Linked DNA regions of Mus musculus: region 1 is linked to region 2. The links are chromatin contacts, called in public Hi-C maps. All regions are on one chromosome and are shown on one strand. Each heading gives the region's core, a stretch centred on a gene start, on an enhancer-like site or on the middle of the called end of the contact. The rest is flanking DNA. Distances are from core to core; before and after follow the strand shown.

Region 1 (2,700 bases), core at 107-2,606, 330 kb after region 2:
TTGAAGACCGAAGCCTGTGGTGCTGGCGATAGGGGAGTTCCCTTATCTGTGATAGATACAGTGCTGATGAAAAGGCGGATTTCAAATGCATTCCTGAGTCTGCAGTATTTGAAAGCATGGCAGGCACGGTCTGGGTGGAACTCGAAGGTTGGAAGGAGCACAGAAACAGACTCAGGAAAACAAGCACCCATCTGGAAAAGGAGATCTTCCCAGTGTTCTGCCTTGTCCAAGGGTTCTTACAGAGAGCTGTAACTGCCCATGCGCTAGATTTAAATGAGATGTGCTGGAGATGTAGCAGGAGTGTAAGTGGGCTGACTGTTCACACCCGCCCCTCGGTCACTTTAGAGTTCTGAGAATGTTCACAGTAACCTTGCACGCGACGGACTTACGCTGCTAGGACACCCAGAGCTGTTTTCCTCTTTGCTTATTTTCAACCCAAAGACTGAACTTCATTGTCTATACTCAAGAGAAGTCCTGGTCTCTCCTGCTCCAGTTCTTTTAAAAATTATAAATGTGTCAAAAGATGCTGAAAATGTGTCATCTATAACAAACCCTGAGTATGTTTTCATGACTGCTTGATGCAAACAGCTTTTCTCTCCCCCAACATTAACATGCCAATCTCCTTCGAGGTCCCAAAAGCCATCTCGATAAGTCTGACACATTGTTTTTGTTTATTTGTTTTTTTGTTTTGTTTTGTTTTTTGAGGCAGGGTTTCTCTGTATATCCCTGGTTGTCCTAGAACTTGCTCTGCAGAACAGAGAGATCTGCCTGCTTCTACCTCCCAAGTGCTGGGATTAAAGAGGTGCACCCCCACCACCTGGTGAACATTGGTTTTTAATGTTTTATATAAATATACATGTGGGTCACTTTGATCACTAGCAATTTTCTTCAAGTGTATCAAACTATACACAAGGTTGTACAGCTTACTTTTTTCAACTCCATGTGACTTTTAGCACCAACAGGTATAATAGCCAGTTACACTAAATGAAGTAAGTCAGGAATAAAGGCCCATTGGTAGCTCAAAGGAAACGCTATATTGCTAAGCCCTAGATTCTTTATTTTCTGTTCTGCATGTCCCACAGTGTGAAGATCAGCCTTACGGGGTGGCTCCTTTCACTTTATGCAGTTTTGCCTCTGGACACAAGGGGGCAGGAACTCTCTGGTACAAACGTGGCTGCCATTTTCATTAAGGTTCAGTAGAAAGCACAACTTGAAAAGATCAAAACAGCAGACTCTGTTTACCACACAAGGGGAATGAAAACCTCAAACCCTCACCTCTGAGGATGAGTGGACAGAGGGGAGATTACAAAACTGCAGGAGGGGAGAGGCAAAAACAGACAGACAGACAGACCCTAAAACCTACATCAAGATGAACCCACAGAAACCAGGACAGAGAGGACTGGAAGCCCTTCCTCACTAGGCTGCCTACAACTGTGGAGCTACGTCCTTGATTAGAAAGGGTCCTGCAGCTTCTAGCCAGCACTGTTTGAGCCTTCCCCTCAGCTCATCAGCCTGAAGAGAGTGTCTCCCCTTTCCTAATAACCACATGGCCCTGTATCAAAAGATAAGGAACCCAGCAAATGCCATTGAGTGTGCTAGGACTCAGATCTGTCCCTATAACGTAACCATGAACAGTAAATTGTTTGGTAACCATTTTGGAAAAGCTTGTTTCTCCCACAATACTTTTATTAACATTGTAGGCATTGCTTGGATTGCTTGGGGTGGAATTAAGGGCTCTTTATTTTCTTTTACTGTTTTTTTTTCTCTGTAATTTCCTTACTTCCCATTTAAAATTGGCCACCTCACAAAGAATAAAGGCTGCCCACCATGAAATTCTAAATATATATCTAAAGAAGAAAAGAAATAGTTTTTCTGTCATGTTTATTCAGAAATTGCCATACCATCACAATTTAATGACATTTCAAGTAAAAACTGAAATAGAAAAAAGACATTGTTAATATCAAACATTATTTGTGTGAGCAATTCAATGATTAGAAGGGACTCCAGGGATGTTTCTGATTTGGCAAGACAAAGTTCAATTGGGCTGAGGGTGGTAAGTCCAGTAGTTTTTATAAGTTGTAAGTTTTTCCTACCTGTAAACGTTGTTTCCCCTTGATTAACATGTAGTAACAATAGCAAAGAAGTTTAGAGTGTTTGTCAGGCAAGGAGACATTTGGACAACAGAATTCAAGGCACATGCTATCGCTAGCCCTCCTTCCCAGGAAGCCTGCCATGCCGAGAGAGCTCTCAGGTCCAAAGCTGCACAACTCAGACGGAGCATCTGAGGTTTAAGCCGAGGCAGGTGCAGGATGCTATTCTGTTGCTCTGGCACAACAAAGTACTGCAATATCAGGAGAGAATGGGTGAAAGGCACAGCCAAACACCATTATTCTATTAAGGGTGCAGAGAGCATGATTGTGAGCAATGTGCCTGTGTTTTTTTTTTTTTCCCTTAAAGAATCAAATCAATATATATGCTACCTTCTTTTGTCTCCTGGAAATCAGTTAAAATAGGGTCAAAAGAAACACTTCCAGTTAAAATGATCTTTTAAGTAACTGTGTTTAAGGAGGAAAAAATTAGTTGTGCAGTCAAACAAGTCGGCTTCCTTTAAGTTGAACGTGATGAACTAAAACTGCTATTTCAGCAACTCTAGAATGTGTCCAAATCTGAAACCATGCACACACGTATGTGTGCTTGTGA
Region 2 (2,700 bases), core at 105-2,604:
AGAGCCTGAGGCTACACAGCGAGAGTCTGTCTCAAACAAACAAACAAACAAACAAACGCAGAACTCGTGATGATGAGTTTGTTAAATGAAATTGGAAATCTACTAATGTTATCTGAACATATGAAATTATTAAAACTTGAAGATATTTTTATGAGTCCTTTACAATTTCCTATAGCACTATGCACATGACTGCATTTTGTAAGCACTCATACCACACAAAATAAATTAGTATGCCTAATAAAATTTAACCTCTCAAGATGACTATATAAAAAAATGAGAGCTCCTACAATGTAAAAATGCTGTTTTTAAAAGGGAGAAAATGAAAATGGAAAAGCTCTAAGAGGAATGACCATGAAGGCATGGCTATTTTCTCAAACACAAGAACTGCAGAGCTAGATGTCACAATGAAAATTGAATATTCAGAAAGCAGAATTGATGACCCATTTTTAAAAATGACAAAATGTCATGAGTTGTGTCACAGATCATTTGGAGGTGGTTATCAACCAGGAGATTGTTTTTCCATGGCGGTTAGTGACTGAATCTGGGCACTTCCGAAAAAATGAGCAGCCGCTCGTGAGCTCACTGTCACTGAGGACAACCCCGCTGGCTCCTACAGCCTTGGGAGCCTCTGTCAGCAGCAGCTCTCTGGCTTGGTAAAGGTGCAAGGGGCAAAACCGACATCCACAGGAATCAAACCAACAGCACCACAGAAAGCCAACACCCAAGGGCTCTGCATATATGGATATAGGCAGGAGATGACAACATAAAACAGGGTCCTATCATGTCCCAACACACACTAAACAAAGGACAGTCACACTTAGGACAGTGCAGGAAGGTGATATCACACAAGGAGGGCCCTGTGCTTATACTATGGGATGGATAGATGACCCAACCTCTGAAATGTTAAAAGCAAGTGTGTGGTATCTGTGTTAAGAATGAAGGGAAGTTCGAGTAATTTGTAGGTAACAGAAACTTCAGTTTGACTCCAGGACTGTCGATCACAAAGTGTGGAGGACTAGGCATATTTGGGTAAGCACATGTGTGCTGGGTGGGCCCTGCCCAGACCCTAGGAACTTCCTCTACAGCTATTTACCTCTATGGCGTGCAGGATACTGATCTCTACTTCCCACCGGAGCCCTTCGTCTTACTTCATACAAGCATCCTTAGCCTGCTTAGCCTGTGTCTGCTTCATATCTGGGCAGATGCTCAAGGTCAAAGATAACCTACAATGTCTTCTTTTCTACTTTGCAAAAACCCTTCCCCTTAACAAACAAAAAGTGTGCAATGAGGAGATAAGAAAGCCAGGCTCCAACAATCTTAATGAGGAAATTAACAGGATTCTCCTTATTGCACAAGATAGCGTATGTTTCTAATTGCAAAACAGCCACGCTCGCACATCTGCCCAGCGGCAGCACAGTTAAAAACAGGTCCATCAGAATGACACGGTCTCTCTAAGTGTTCAGCTCCTGTCATGCTGGAGACAACAGAAAAGCACTTGGCAGTAGCTACAGGCGATTTTCCAGGAATACCTGTAAATCTTTCTACAGCCATCTCCACCCGGCTATCAGAGTGAGCTCAGTGACAAATCAGTTAAAGTAATTGCCTTTACAAACTTGCAAGGTTTGGATAAGAAGCAAGCCATACCCAACATCTCTGCGGTCTTCCTTCTGAAGGCATATAACTGTCACTCACCATCTGTCAATTTGTGTTGCCAGGCCAGCCCACAGCCATTCACCCCCACTTGACTACTCTGCCCGTGCTGTTCTGGCTCCAGGAGGCTGACCTCTATAGAAAATCGCAGGTCTCTACCTTTGCTGTGCCCTTGCTCTCTGGCCTCTTGCAGGAGAAACTGGAGGATGGAGGGGAGAACTGGAGGCCAGATGCTCCACCTTCCTCACTGTCCCCAGACAGGCAGTCTCTGTTCCTGCTCCAGGACTCTGCAGCTCTGCCATTACCTGCTTTTCCTTTGCTGAGTCTGGCCCAGCTATGCTTACAGAGTCCCCAGACCCTTAGTTCCACCTCATTGGCTGGCATGCCGCTCTATGTCCTTACAAGCAATCCTTTATGCAGATGCTTTCAGTGTAAGATCAAGAGCCTGCTGCTGGCCATCGTGTGGCTCTAAGCTGGTCACTTACGTGCACCGTGTGGACCAGATCAGCTGCCAGGCACTGCTTCAGCTTCTCATCGCTGCTGGTTCCATGCAGCACCAGATCAGGCATGTACGTGGCACAGTAACCTGCCAGAAGTGAGCGGCCAAAATTTCTAACATTTGCCTTGCTGGTGCTCTGAGACCTAGAACAACATTTGAAATATTAAACACATAGCTAAAAAAAAAAAAGAAAGGACACACTTTTCATATTACAGTGGAAACAAAACCTCCAATGATACAAGAAAATAGTTTTCCTGTAGTTCAAATCAGGGTCCTCTAGTAAAAAGACTATAAGTATGAGAAAACAGGGGGGTTGGGAGAAAAGGAGGTAATTTTTATTAAAATGGAATCCTAAAAAAATATACTATTTCCATGGCTAGTTAAAACTTCATTCTTAAGCTAGATGTGGAGGTGCCTGTCCTCAGTTTAAGGCTACATAGTGAGACTTGTCTAAAGAACTTAGGAACCTGCTCTTATATATCATACTGAACGTGTAACAGAAGGCCTCTGTCAGAGGGATAAGAGTGAGGCTGGGGATCATAGTGCCAGTA

What was found. Hi-C and Micro-C count contacts between places; a contact is called where the count stands out from the background.
Region 1: a contact with region 2 is called in a Hi-C map of the G1E-ER4 cell line, with 3 times the contacts expected there. The contact joins two enhancer-like sites. A contact is called at or near these places in 2 of 484 Hi-C or Micro-C datasets (the G1E-ER4 cell line and embryonic stem cells).

What each region holds. Positions count from the first base shown.
Region 1 is chr3:79,810,700-79,813,399 of GRCm38.p6, forward strand. It overlaps Tmem144 (transmembrane protein 144), which reads right to left. Exons shown (of 12, transcript NM_001379543.1): 12 at 1,865-2,700. Among named protein-coding and RNA genes, the nearest start is that of Gm26420, 23 kb to the right of the region's middle. Within about 2 kb of position 1,357, at least 8 of the 459 cell types and tissues checked have an H3K27ac peak or open chromatin away from gene starts, as enhancers often do. A contact at or near this core is called in the G1E-ER4 cell line, where this site is marked.
Region 2 is chr3:79,477,352-79,480,051 of GRCm38.p6, forward strand. Fnip2 (folliculin interacting protein 2) reads right to left here. Exons shown (of 17, transcript NM_001162999.2): 14 at 2,136-2,292. Among named protein-coding and RNA genes, the nearest start is that of Gm36442, 33 kb to the right of the region's middle. Within about 2 kb of position 1,355, at least 9 of the 459 cell types and tissues checked have an H3K27ac peak or open chromatin away from gene starts, as enhancers often do. A contact at or near this core is called in the G1E-ER4 cell line, where this site is marked.